Regions from separate parts of the Gossypium hirsutum genome. Here region 2 is linked to region 1. Evidence: chromatin contacts called from public Hi-C data. All regions are on one chromosome and are shown on one strand. Each heading gives the region's core, a stretch centred on a gene start, on an enhancer-like site or on the middle of the called end of the contact. The rest is flanking DNA. Distances are from core to core; before and after follow the strand shown. Region 1 holds the start of LOC107892203 (subtilisin-like protease SBT6.1). Region 2 overlaps LOC121221173 (a long non-coding RNA gene).

What was found. A called contact is a pair of places that touch in the nucleus more often than the background predicts.
Region 2: a Hi-C map of leaf shows a contact between it and region 1, with 4 times the contacts expected there. The contact joins the enhancer-like site here to the promoter of LOC107892203 in region 1. A contact is called at or near these places in 14 of 34 Hi-C or Micro-C datasets (anther, callus, cotyledon and 6 more).

Annotation. Positions count from the first base shown.
Region 1 is chrD09:11,144,646-11,151,456 of Gossypium_hirsutum_v2.1, forward strand. It overlaps LOC107892203 (subtilisin-like protease SBT6.1), which reads left to right and starts at 1,890. Exons shown (of 7, transcript XM_041100169.1): 1 at 1,890-2,110; 2 at 2,211-2,339; 3 at 2,468-2,620; 4 at 2,911-3,027; 5 at 3,432-3,616; 6 at 4,010-4,142; 7 at 6,255-6,416. The coding sequence starts at 1,964. The coding sequence ends at 6,416. LOC107892202 (probable protein S-acyltransferase 7) reads right to left here and starts at 1,429. Exons shown (of 5, transcript XM_016817217.2): 1 at 1,037-1,429; 2 at 740-922; 3 at 1-254. The coding sequence starts at 1,132.
Region 2 is chrD09:11,193,144-11,199,484 of Gossypium_hirsutum_v2.1, forward strand. It overlaps LOC121221173 (a long non-coding RNA gene), which reads right to left. Exons shown (of 2, transcript XR_005918669.1): 2 at 5,632-6,270. Among protein-coding and RNA genes, the nearest start is that of LOC121221173, 4.0 kb to the right of the region's middle. Within about 2 kb of position 2,533, at least 7 of the 9 cell types and tissues checked have an H3K27ac peak or open chromatin away from gene starts, as enhancers often do. A contact at or near this core is called in cotyledon, fibers, leaf and 1 more, where this site is marked.

The DNA of each region.
Region 1 (6,811 bases), core at 640-3,139:
CGTTCTACACAGTTATTGCAAATCGAACAGTGTGAGCAGCGAGGAGGCCTATAAAGCATGCAAGTGTCACAATATTTGATCTTCACAGAGATCCCATTGACTTCCACTTCTTTAATCCGTGGCAACCGTAATGGTGGAGTTTGCCCAGCCCCAACATCCGCATTTCCATCAAAACTTTCTGGCTCCGGAGGGTGTGCATTACGTGGAATTATACCAGGATCTCTCCCAGATGTTAGCAGTAAAAGAACTAAATCCTGAAAAAGAAGAAACAAACACATTTATGAGCTTCAAGTTCTGTTTCAGAGAAAATTACAAAGATTCTCTGAAATGCCTGACAAAATCTGAATATGCCAGGGGGGATTTTTTTTGTTTTTGTACATGTAAGACACCATTTGAATCTTTCGAAACATGGTAGAATTGAGACAGTACAAGCATATTATACTTTATAAGCTAGAATTTGTTCGTATTCTTTTATCATTCATCTTAATGCTATTCTAAGCTGCCATGAGAATAAAAGGGGGACCATAAAAGCTATGATCATAGATAATTACAAATTGGAGTCAATATAGCTAGCCAAGAACAGAAGGGGGTGTGTAACCAATGTAAACACTGGTAATTCGAGAACATCATGAACTAACACTAAATTGGGTTTGTTTCATCTTCCTAACATTGTAACAAAAGGTTTGTTCTTTTCATAAATAGCAACTCATTGATACAAGAAAATTGAAGAAAGACTTACATAGAGAGTGAAGACAACAGCAACAACCATAATTGAAATGCCCAAATGATGAGAAAAGTCATCCATCAATTTCCTAGCAACAAATACACAGAAAATGGAGACTGGAGCTAATATAAGTAAAATAGTCAGCCCTAATGATCTTACATCTGGTCCAAATATAAACCTCCCTTGAAATAAAAATATCTGCAAAAATAAAAAAATTAAATTTAAAGCCCTTGCAAAATTCATGTCCTTTTAACTATTACTTATAATCAAAATTACTATAGAAATTTCGAAGACAAAAAAGGAAAGGCTTACATTGCTGCCTTTCCAGGATTGGTAAACCCGTAAATCACCCGGTCCGCCGCCGATGGAACTCGGATCCGATCGCTGGGTTGGCGGCGCCACATACATCTCTCCCTTTTACTCTCTCTCTCTCTCTCTCTCTCTATTTAACTCTCAGAACAATAATAATAACAATAAAAAGGACTTAAAGATGAGACTTTGAGAAGAAAGGAAGGAGGTTTTAAGTGGAAAAACGGAAAGCCATGATGAGAGTGAGTCAAGGCGAGGCGAGTTCAATGAGTAATAGCGAGTCGAGGAGTCGGCGACAAAGGTCAAGGGGATGAGCTCTTTCTTTCAAACGAAGAAGAGGAAAGGGGACCAATAGTTGGGGTTTGTTTCTTCGACCGGGAATCCTATCCGGTTCACTTGTTGAACTTTTTCACTATGTTTGGTTGGGTGTAGCCAATACACCCCTAATCCGTGGGCCCCACTTAAGCCCCTCTTAAGCAGGTGTTTGGTTCAATGTATTGCCTAATACACCCCTAATACGTTACGCCCTTAATCCTCGAAATTCTCTGTTTTCTAATCCCTGGCTTCTCCTCAGTTTACATCCGTTTTATTTTTCACGCCCTAATTTGCCCTCTGTTTCCTGGGTCTGTCTCTCTTTATCTCCTTCATTGCTTGCTTCGCCTTCGGCCAGTAGCCCCAATTTCTTGTCGAGCATGCCATAGAGAAAGGCAAGAAGAGAGCTGCTTCTGTTTTTCTTTCTTTGTTTTCTGTAACAGACCCAGAAGTTTTAACCCAGAAGCCCCAAATTCTTCTCCTTTCTTTCTTTGTTTTCTGTAACAGACCCAGAAGCTTTAGATTGACGAGGTTGTCAGAAGCTGAAGATGCAACAACTCCCTCTCAAGCTTTAACCGAAGAAGGCAGAGAGTTACCTCTTCCTCTTCTCTCTATCTGATGAGGGCATTTTCCCGCCAATGCAATCCCGCCACACCATGCTCTCTGCTCAATCTTTTGATGTTGTTTAGTGAAAAAGAGAAACATTTCCACCATTTAGGTTTAAGTAATTCCTCACTTAATTGGAGTCGCCATCTTTTGATGCAGGTAAACATTTTAATTTGATTAACTAAATTTCCCAAAGCCAAATTTATGAGAATTTAAACGAGGGAGGAAAGTTATGGAATTTCTTATTTTTATATCGCAGAGGTCTCAAGTTACTTCCTTGTTCGGAGCGGATGCTCTTTGGAGAAAAGGGTATACCGGTGCTAAAGTCAAAATGGCTATTTTCGACACTAGAATACGTGCTGATCATCCTCACTTCCGAAACATTAAGGTACATCATTAGTGGGAAAATGAAGTTAGTTGAACTTTTGTTGGTGTGAAATTATTTTCTTATTGAAAATAACTTGTTGGTCTTCAATAGGGAGTTCTGATAATCACTCTTGCGAGTAAATTTTTCAGGAACGAACTAATTGGACCAATGAGGATACTTTGAACGATAACCTTGGACATGGGACCTTTGTGGCTGGTGTTATTGCTGGTGAGGACACAGAATGTCTTGGCTTTGCACCAGATACTGAAATTTATGCTTTCCGTGTTTTTACTGATGCACAGGTAACACAAGTTGGTGTTGGATATTTTGTTTGTTTTTGTATTTTGATTGATGTTGCACCAGGCCTTTGCAAATCTCACCCTTTTTGTTGTTGGTTTCCTTTATATTTGATCCATTTGAAAATTCCTAGCATGCACTACAGAAGTTGGAAGCTCTTTTGAACTGTTCATTACTATAATTAGAAGATATATATCATACAGTATATCCATCAACCTAAGGACTTTCCCTTTAACATTTGTTATTCTATAAAATTTGGCTGGATTATGAGAATTTTGCTCTCAGCTTATTGCAGGTATCATATACATCTTGGTTCCTTGATGCTTTCAACTATGCTATTGCAATCAACATGGATGTGCTAAACTTGAGCATAGGTGGACCTGATTACTTGGATCTCCCATTTGTAGAGAAGGTATGATTCTCATGGCCTGTGGTTTATTGGTGTTCATTTGTCAAGCATCATTAATAATTTTGTTTCAAAACTGCAAAATTGTCTAAGTTTGGTTGTAGTGGCATGTGGAAATGCTTCAATCATAATGCATTCACTTGCTTCCCACAGGTTTTTTGGCCTCTCTTAAATCCCATGAACATGCTATGATCATTCAAATTCATGAGTTGACTTCCTCTTTCAATATTTTGCATTTTGAAGAAGTTTGCTTGTTTTCTTTGGACATTTATTTCCAAATATGGAAGGATTAGCCAGTGAAGTTACCCACTCTGCTGTTGAAACTTCCACATTCAGTTTTGCATGCTTATCCTTACATACAATGGAGCTGAACGTTTTTGGTTAATGCTTGCTGCTTTATGGTTCTCCAGGTTTGGGAAATAACAGCCAATAATATTATTATGGTGTCAGCCATTGGAAATGATGGGCCATTGTATGGCACTTTAAACAACCCAGCAGACCAAAGTGATGTTATTGGTGTTGGTGGAATCGATTATAGTGATCACATAGCCTCATTTTCATCACGTGGCATGAGTACTTGGGAGATTCCTCATGGGTAGTGTATTGCTCTATTCTACGATATTAACTGTTCTTCACTTTGTTCAAAACATGCTCTTCTAGCCCATAATCATTTTCATTTTAAGAAAAAAAAAGGCTAGGACGCCTCTCCTGGAAAGTTTATTTTGGTTGGGGGTGTAATGGTGACAATGAAACTTAAAATATATTTAATTTTGGAGTAGTCACTTATTAATTTAACTACTATACTATACTTTTTCTTTAAAGGTATTGAGGTCTTGTTATCGGCCCTTTCTTTTTAGTGTTGATCGTATGAAGGCTTTAAATTATTTTCAATTTCATATACTTTATGATATTCCATGTGTAACTCCCTTATTAAGCAAGCTTTATTGTCCTGATCATGAATATTAAACTTGTTTGATTATCTTTGCAGTTATGGTCGTGTCAAACCAGATGTTGTGGCATATGGGCGGGAAATTATGGGATCCAAGATCAGTACTGGTTGTAAACAATTATCAGGCACTAGTGTGGCAAGTCCTGTGGTTGCGGGTGTTGTATGCCTGCTTGTTAGTATCATTCCTGAGAACAGAAGAAAGGAGATTCCCGATCATCCAACTCAAATGATCGTTTTCTTTAGTTTACCTTCTGTTGCCCGATTGGAATGGGTCAGAAGATTTCTTTCTCACCATTAAAAATCAATGTTCAAACTTTTTGATGTTGTAAAACTATATAACATATGGATTATGATGTACAATTTCATTTTCATCTAACTTTTTCTTAATATAAGTTAATTATGTTTATGCAGAATATAATTCTCAAGTTATATATTGATTTTAGTAAATTCATATAAGAACAATTTATTATTGAGAATTTTATGAAATTATATATCACTATTAAATTATATTTAATATTAATTATTTTAAATTGTATAAATTCATATAAGAAAATTTATTATCAAGTATTTTATGAAATTTAATATTAATTATTAAATTATATGTAATAATTATTATTTTAGATTATACAAATTCATAAAATATAATTTATTAGTTATAATTATTTTAAATTATTTTAAATCATATATTATAATTAAAATATATTTAATATTAATTATTTCAAATTTTCATTTATAGTATCATATATTATGATTTGAGTAAATTCATATAAGAATATTAATTATTAAGAATTTTATTAAATTATATATTTTAATTAAAATATATTTAATAATAATTATGTTAATTTATATTTTACAGTATCATATATTATGATTTCAGTAAATTAATATAAGAATATTAATTATTAAGAATTTTATTAAATTATATATTTTAATTAAAATATATTTAATAATAATTATGTTAATTTATATTTTATAGTATCATATATTATGATTTCAGTAAATTAATATAAGAATATTAATTATTAAGAATTTCATTAAATTATATATTTTAATTAAAATATATTTAATAATAATTATGTTAATTTATATTTTACAGTATCATATATTATGATTTCAGTAAATTAATATAAGAATATTAATTATTAAGAATTTTATTAAATTATATATTTTAATTAAAATATATTTAATAATAATTATGTTTAAATATGATTAAATTATTTATTATTGATAATAAAAATCTTATTATAATTTAAATAACAATAACAATAATCATTTACCAAAACAAATTTATGCTAAGGGTATTCTAGTCATTTTAGTTTTTTCTATTATGCTATTACACCTCTATTCCATTCAACCAAACACAAGATTACTATTACGCCTCTATTCCATTACATTCAACCAAACAGTGGATTAGCTATTACACCTCTAATCCAATACACCTCTAATCCCAATACACCTCTAATCCAATACGCCTCTAATCCAATACAGCGAACCAAACGTGCCCTTTGAGTCGAATTAACGTGTACGTAGGTATTTCTTATAATTCAGGCCTAATTGCATTAGAAATCTTCAAATTACTGTTCATTTTTAAATTTAAAAAAGTTAATTAAATCCTTAAAATATTAAAATTGCATAAATCCAAATTGAAATATATCAAATTTTAAACTAGATAAATAATTGAATTTAACATGTTAATAATAAAAATCCAATTAAATTTGGACACAAAGATTGTGACTCTTTTATCAATTTTATTATTATTATTATTATTATTATTATTATTACAATCCAATGCAAATGAGCTGGATAACGCAACCTTCAGATTGGTGCAATGATGCCCAAAATTTGCACTTTATTTCTTTAGCATTTTATATATCCATTACTCCAACAAAAACTCAAATCTTTTTAATATATTTTTTTTCAAAATATTTTTAAAATCAAGATTAAACGGAAAAAATGCATAAATTTATTAACTTTTTTAAAATTAAAATTAAAATAATAGAATATATAAACTTATAAATAAATTTATTTTTATACCATGATAAAATTGAAAAGATATATAATCAAATGATTGGGTCACCACAAATTCACTTATAATTTCACCAAAGTAATAATAAAAAGATAAATGTACCTCATTTTACAATTTTAGAAAGGCACAGATGAGTTTTTTTTTCCCTAAGCGAGGCACTGCAAAATATCTTGAAACTTGGGGAACGAGGAAGCTCAAAGCTATCATGTCCATCACCATCGTCCTTTCCCTTATCAAAACCCTCTTTTTCCTTTTCAGGTCCTTTCTTCCCCTCTGAATTCATCTTCTTCACATTCTTATTACGTTCCTTTGCATGCGTTTCTCCATCGCCACCTTCAGGCAAGGGCTTGGAATTGGATGAGAGTAAGAGGATATTATCCACAACTGCTCGACAACCGTTCTTTCGATGAACAATTCTGAACTGATAACATGCCGAAGAACCTCTTCCCTCTTCACACTTTGAAACACTACAACCCATCCCTGTTGATTGCAATTTTACCCTTAATTTTCTCAATATATATATATGTTTTGATGGAAAGAAAAACACTATGGATATGAAATGACAAATCCAACAATTATACTGGGATTTGCTAAGATAACCATAAGAGGGTGAAGAGATTGAATTTCACGTTCACTTGTTAGCAGTTAACTATGTTATTTAATTACAACCTTCCCATTTAGTTTGTTTGTATGGTATAAAGAAAATCAGAATTTTTTTTTTATAGAATAACGAAAATTAGCATTAGTGCAACAGCTAAAAACAAATTTGTTTTAATGTTTTCTTTTGAATGATATAGAGAAAAAACCCTTAGACT
Region 2 (6,341 bases), core at 1,283-3,782, 49 kb after region 1:
TAATATTGAATCATATTCGAACAACAATAGCATCAGAGAGTAATAAAATATTATATTAATTGATGATGAGGTAATAGATATTATGATATATGTTTTTAAACTTTTATATAAGTTTATATTATGTGAAGAAAGTGTTGTTTATTTATTTTTACCTATATGTTATTTGTTTAGTCAAGTGAAAACTGTTTTGTGCGTTTGTTTTGAAAAAAAAAAACAAATTTCAACAACTATTTTTTAATCATTATTATTAAAAAAATTTATCAATTTAGTTTAAATATATTTCCTCTTTATCATGAACTATTATTATAATTGCTACATCTTTTACCGATTAACTTAGTTTAACTATTATTATAGTTTACTTTTTTTATATAGTTCAAAATTTGTATATTATTTAAAAATTAAGAGAAATTATTATTATCAATGATAGGTAACAATAATTAAAAATAATTTATTTAAAAATTAATTAAAAATTAAACACATAAATTTACATGCAACATATGTCATATCAGAAACTAGTATATATAAAAGCATGATTTTGGGAAAACTTTTGGATTGACACTAAAAAATAATTTATTAGCATATTAATAGTTATGTGATAATAAAAAGTCATTAATAATTACATGATAATATATTAATATGAAATTAATTAACTTGGATAAAAAGAAATGAAGTGACTTAGACAAAAAAATTGTCGATAATCACAGACCAATCGTTTGAATATTAATTAATACGTAATCGGTCAAACACTACTTGAAAGGGGCTCTTCTACTAATAAACGAAATGTTCCAAATGCTCCTAGAAATTCTTGCTCCCATTGGATCATTTGTATCTATATGGAGTAGGATCCCGATTTTTGGATCTTTTGGTCTGGGAAATGAAAATAAGAGGATGAAACCATTTTTTCTAAGTCTTTTTTAAATTCGATAAATGTTGGCTGATCATATATTTTATTATAATTCTATGGTTCAGAGTATCATATCTTATTTGGTCCCTTTGAATTTCATATTTGAAATTGTGATCGGATCGATTCATTAAAAAGAATCAATACATGTCTTTTAATATTTCACATCATAAATATCATTAATTAATAAAAATTTAAATCTATAAAATTATTAATATAATTGGATAAATTAAATTAATATTTTTATAATTAAATTAATATTTTTTGTCTATAATTTGATTTTAAATGTAATAATAACTAAATTATGTTATAAAAAAATTATAATCCATAGAATTTGAATCCATAAGATTTACATTATATTAATATATTCGTAATTTAATAGTATCTATAATATAGACGTTTATTTTTTCTTAATTTACATTAAAAATGTAAAATAAGATAAATATATTTATAATTAAATTAAAGATTAATTTTTTATTGATAAATAGTAATTGAAACTAATCCAATCGGCTTGTTCCAATACAAACCCTTGAGAAACTAAGATAAAGAAATAGTCTAATTAAAAACTAATATTTTACGTTACCAATGTTTATCATATTTTTTAATTTTATAAAAACAATTAATATAACTATAATTATAATTATTTTATTAATAATATTTTTGTTATCAACATTGAGTATAAACCTAAAATTCATGTTTTTTTTTTTTACTTTTGGTGAATTCTGAATCAGGTAAAGAAGTCGAGTGCTCTCTCTTAGTGTCCCAGAGAACTAGTGATTGTTGTGGTTGGGTTGGAGTAGGGTGGTGACTTTTTTGGAAATGGGGAAGGATGAGATCTTCCTCCTAGAGGAAGAGATTATTTAGTTGATTGTAAAGAGTTCACTGGTGGTGTCGAGCGAAAGTCTGACATTAATTTACACTGTATGGAGAAGGAAATCCTATAATCTAGACAGTTTTCGTGCTCAACTCAAGAGTTTTTGGAAGACGAGAAAAAATTTTGAGATCCAAGTGGCTAGTTAGAATTTATTCTTGATTTTGTTTGAGAACGAGGATGATTTGGATATGATCTTGGAGAGTTGATCAGATCAGAAGTCAACGGGGAATTTTTTCGGTTGAGAGTTCAATTGGATGTGCAGAAACCGTTACGAAGAGGGATCTTTGTCTCAACTGGTAATCAAGAAAAACTTTGGCTTTCTTTTAAGTATGAGAATTTGCCAAATTTCTACTTTTGGTGTGGAAGAATGGGCCATGGTTTAAAGGAATGTGATAGGATTCCAACTGGTGTAAGGGATAAACTGGAAGATGAACTCTCATATTCATTGGCGCTAAAAGACAAATCAAACTTGTTGCAGAAAGAATGTTTAGAATTTGGTGCTTCTACAAAGAAGTCGATGATGGAATGCTTATATGTGGGAGATTTCGACGAGGTGGATGGGGCGGAGGGCATGTTTAGTACGGATGTTACATCCAGCCAAGTTACGGTGGCGAATTGTCAAACAGAGGTGAGAGGGGGATCTACGAAGGTTTTGGCAGATATGGAAGCTACTAATTTTGCACATAATTCTAGGGATTTTGGGGGTCATAGAATCCCACCAATTAAGGATGAGATTTGGGGCCAATAGACCATGATGGGTTTGATAGTCCAAAGGAGGGTAAGTCTCAAAAGCCCAAGCAGAGTAAATGAAAGAGAATGGGAATCGATGTTATGACAAATCCAAAGTTGAAAGCGTAATAGGGAAAAAGAGATTTGATTTGTTGGGGGACAATGAGTTTGATTTGTTAATTTTGCATAAGGAGGATAATAAAAAGGAAAGACTTGAAATTTAGGACTTCGATAGCCTCAATTCTAATGATTTGGTGATGGTTACTCCGAAGTACATTTTAGCTCTTACTAAAAAAAGATCGATGGCTGCCAAAAGGCAAACCGACCGGGTGCAATGAAAATCATATGTTGGAACGTCCATGGACTGGGGAGCCTACGGGTCCTTTGAAGTCTTCGATATGTGCTGAAGCAATATAATCCCCAGATGGTTTTCTTAATAAAGACAAAAGTTGATGATAAGCGTATGGAAAAGATAAAGAGGAGGTGTGGCTTTATGTGTGGGATTGAAGTTGAGACAGAAGGTTCCAGAGGTGGGCTTTGCTTGGCGTGGAAAGGTGATATTGTAGTCAATCTAAGAAGCTTTTTTCAGAATCATATAGATGTGTTGGTAAAGGTAGATAGTGAGGAAAAAGAATGAAGATTCACTGGGTTTTATGGATCACCCTTTGCTAGTGACAAAAATGGTTTGTAGCACTTACTTCGGAGATTTAAGAAAAATCAAAACTTTTCTTGGTTTGTGTGTGACGACTTCAATGAAATCATGTACTCTTTTGAAAAGGTTAGAGGCATGCCAAGAGAGGAGAGGAGAATGGAGTTCTTTCGAGATGTTCTTGGAGAGTGTCAGTTAATGGATTTAGGATATTCAGGGCCATAATTTACATGGGAAATGGGAAATATACCGAAGACGAACATTAGGAAGAGATTAAATAGAGGGGTTGCAAATGGCAAATGGTTGTTTCTATTTCCAAATGGTCGAATCATTCATCTTCCTCATTCCTTCTTGAACCATTGTCCATTACTTTTGAATACAAGTCATAGGAGGGCTCTATTAGGTGAATCGAGATTTTGGTTTGAAACCTGGTGCACGATAGAAGAATCGTTAAAATGGGAAATTAAAAGGATATGGGAGTCTTCCTTTGGATCGATTTTTGAAAAACTTGATAGATTGCGAAACGGTTTGAAGGTATAGGCAAAAGGTATTAAGGATAGTCGGGATGGTATGAAATGGGATCTTATAAGGAAGTTTGATAGTATGATGGAGCTGGACAGGGACGATGACATTTTGGCCAATTTCATAGATACTACAGTTCAACTTAACTTGAAGGTGGATAAAGACGAAGCTTATTGGGAATAGAGGTCTCGTGCTAACTAGTTATGTTTGAGGGACAAAAATGCAACTTTCTTTCATAAATTTGCTTCTACTCGCAGGCACATAAATACATTAATAGGTTGGAGCGTGAGGATGGCAAGGAGGTCTACAATGAATAGGAGATTAGGGGAATTACAACTAGATATTTTCAAACTTTATTCTCATCGGATGGGATTGGTGATCCTTCTCACATTTTGTTTGCAATATAAGCGAGTATTTCTTTAAAAATTAATATGATTCTAATGGCCAAATATAAAGATAATGAGGTATGAGTTGGTGAAGGATATCGGTCCAACCAATGCGCACAGAATAAATGGTTTTTTGGCCATGTTTTTCCAAAGATACTGACACGTTGTTGGGAGCGATGTTACTAAGTTCAACTTAAGTATCTTGAATGACGATATGGATTTTGAATCGACAAATATCTCTAATATTATCCTACTTCTTAAAATTATGAATCCTACCGATCTTGCGAATTTCAAGCCTCTTAGTTTATGCACAATCATTTATAAAATTGTAGCAGAAGTGTTAGCAAATCATCTTCAAGGTTTTATCAGAAATTGCATTAATAATGCCCAAAGTGCATTTGTGCCTGGGCGATTAATTTCTGACAATGTGTTTCTTGGTTATGAGATTTCGCACACTTATCGCCAAAAGCGAATGAGTAAAAAAGGCTATATGGCTTTGAAGTTGGATATGTGCAAAGCACATGATAGGGTGGAGTGGGGTTTTCTCAAGGTAGTGATGCTACAAATGGGTTTCGACAAGGGGTAGGTGGATCTTATAATGAAGTGTATATCTTCAGTTTCATACTTGGAAAATGTTAATGTGAGTAGTGGGACAGTTTTTCGACCAACGAGAGGTTTTCAACAAGGTGATCCACTTAGCCCTTTTATTTTCCTCATTTTTAGTGAAGGGCTTTCGGCATTGATGAGATTGGCTATGGGAAGGGTTTGTTGAGAGGAGCTAAGGCTAATAGGAGGGGCCCCAAATATCACATTTGTTGTTCACTGATGATTGTATTTTATTAGGTGAGGCGACTGATAAAGGTGCAACAATTTTGAAAGACATTCTAAAAGAATATGAGTATTGCTCAAGTCAATGTGTGAATTATAATAAATCCTCAGTCTTTTTTAGTACGAACACGTCGAAAAATGATAGGGCAAGAGTTTCGAGAATGTTGGGAATACGATTTTCCCTAAACCTAGAAAATCATTTAGGGCTTCCTAATATGGTAGAAAAGAGGAAGAAGGCATTGTTCCAGAATCTTAGAGATCGGGTTAAAATATGGATTGAAGGGTGGAGTACAAGATTATTATCACAGGGAGGGAAAGAAGTATTTATTAAATCTGTATTGCAGGTCATACATCATACGCTATGGCATGTTTTTTGCTACCAAAATTATTTTTTGGGGAAATTGAAAGTTTAATGGCGAGGTTTTAGTGACAGAAATGGTATAGAAGGAGGGGGATACATTAGAGTGAATGGAAGCATATGTGTCAGTTGAAAGAAGAAGGGGACATGGGTCTTCGAAGTATAGCTAATTTTAATGTTGCATTATTGGTGAAACAATGACAGAGGCTCATTCAATCCCTGAATTCGTTAATTATCATGTTCTTAAAGCTAAATATTTTCCTAATACCGTTTTCATTAATGCAGGTTTAGGTAATATGCCTTCTTATACGTGGAAAAGAATTTGGTCTGCAAAGGGAGCTCTGTGCAAAGGGCTTTGTTGGAGGGTAGGCTTGGGCACAAAAATTTCAATTAATGAGGACACTTAGGTCCTAGAGCCTAATAACTATAGATTATCTTGTTATATTCCTTGCATGTAAAATTTGATAGTGGTAGATCTTATAAATGTTGATACTAGAACATGGAAAAAGGAGTTAGTAGTTAATACCTTCCCGGAAGTGGACGCGGCTAGGATCTTTCATATTCCTTTAGCGATGGAAGTTCACGATGATCCGATTGTATGGCATGGTGAGCCCTCGGAGGAATTTTCGGCACATAGTGCCTATAAACTATTACAAAATTTTCCCTGTAATCCTAATGCTTATGCTTTACAGACCAACTACAAGAACTTCTACAAACAAATTTGGAGCCTAAACCCCCCTTCTAGAATTAAAATTACACTATGGAGGATTTCTTGGAACTTTTTACCTACTCTAGCACATATGCAAGTTAGGAAACTGGTATTTATTGTAACTTGTCCCCAATGTGGAAGAGGCACTAAGAATTTGGACCACTTATTTCGATTCGGCTGAAGTCTGGTTAGAATTGGGATTATCGTTTTTTTGTGAATAAACCAGAAATGGATTTCTTTGGGTGGCTCACCTGGGTATTTAGAGTATGCTTGAATCAGTAGAGGCGAGTAGTTTGTGTTGTACTTTAGGCCATCTAGAGTGATAGAAATGCCAGATTTCATGATCAAAAAATTTATTATTGGTTAGGATATTGCTCAATTCATT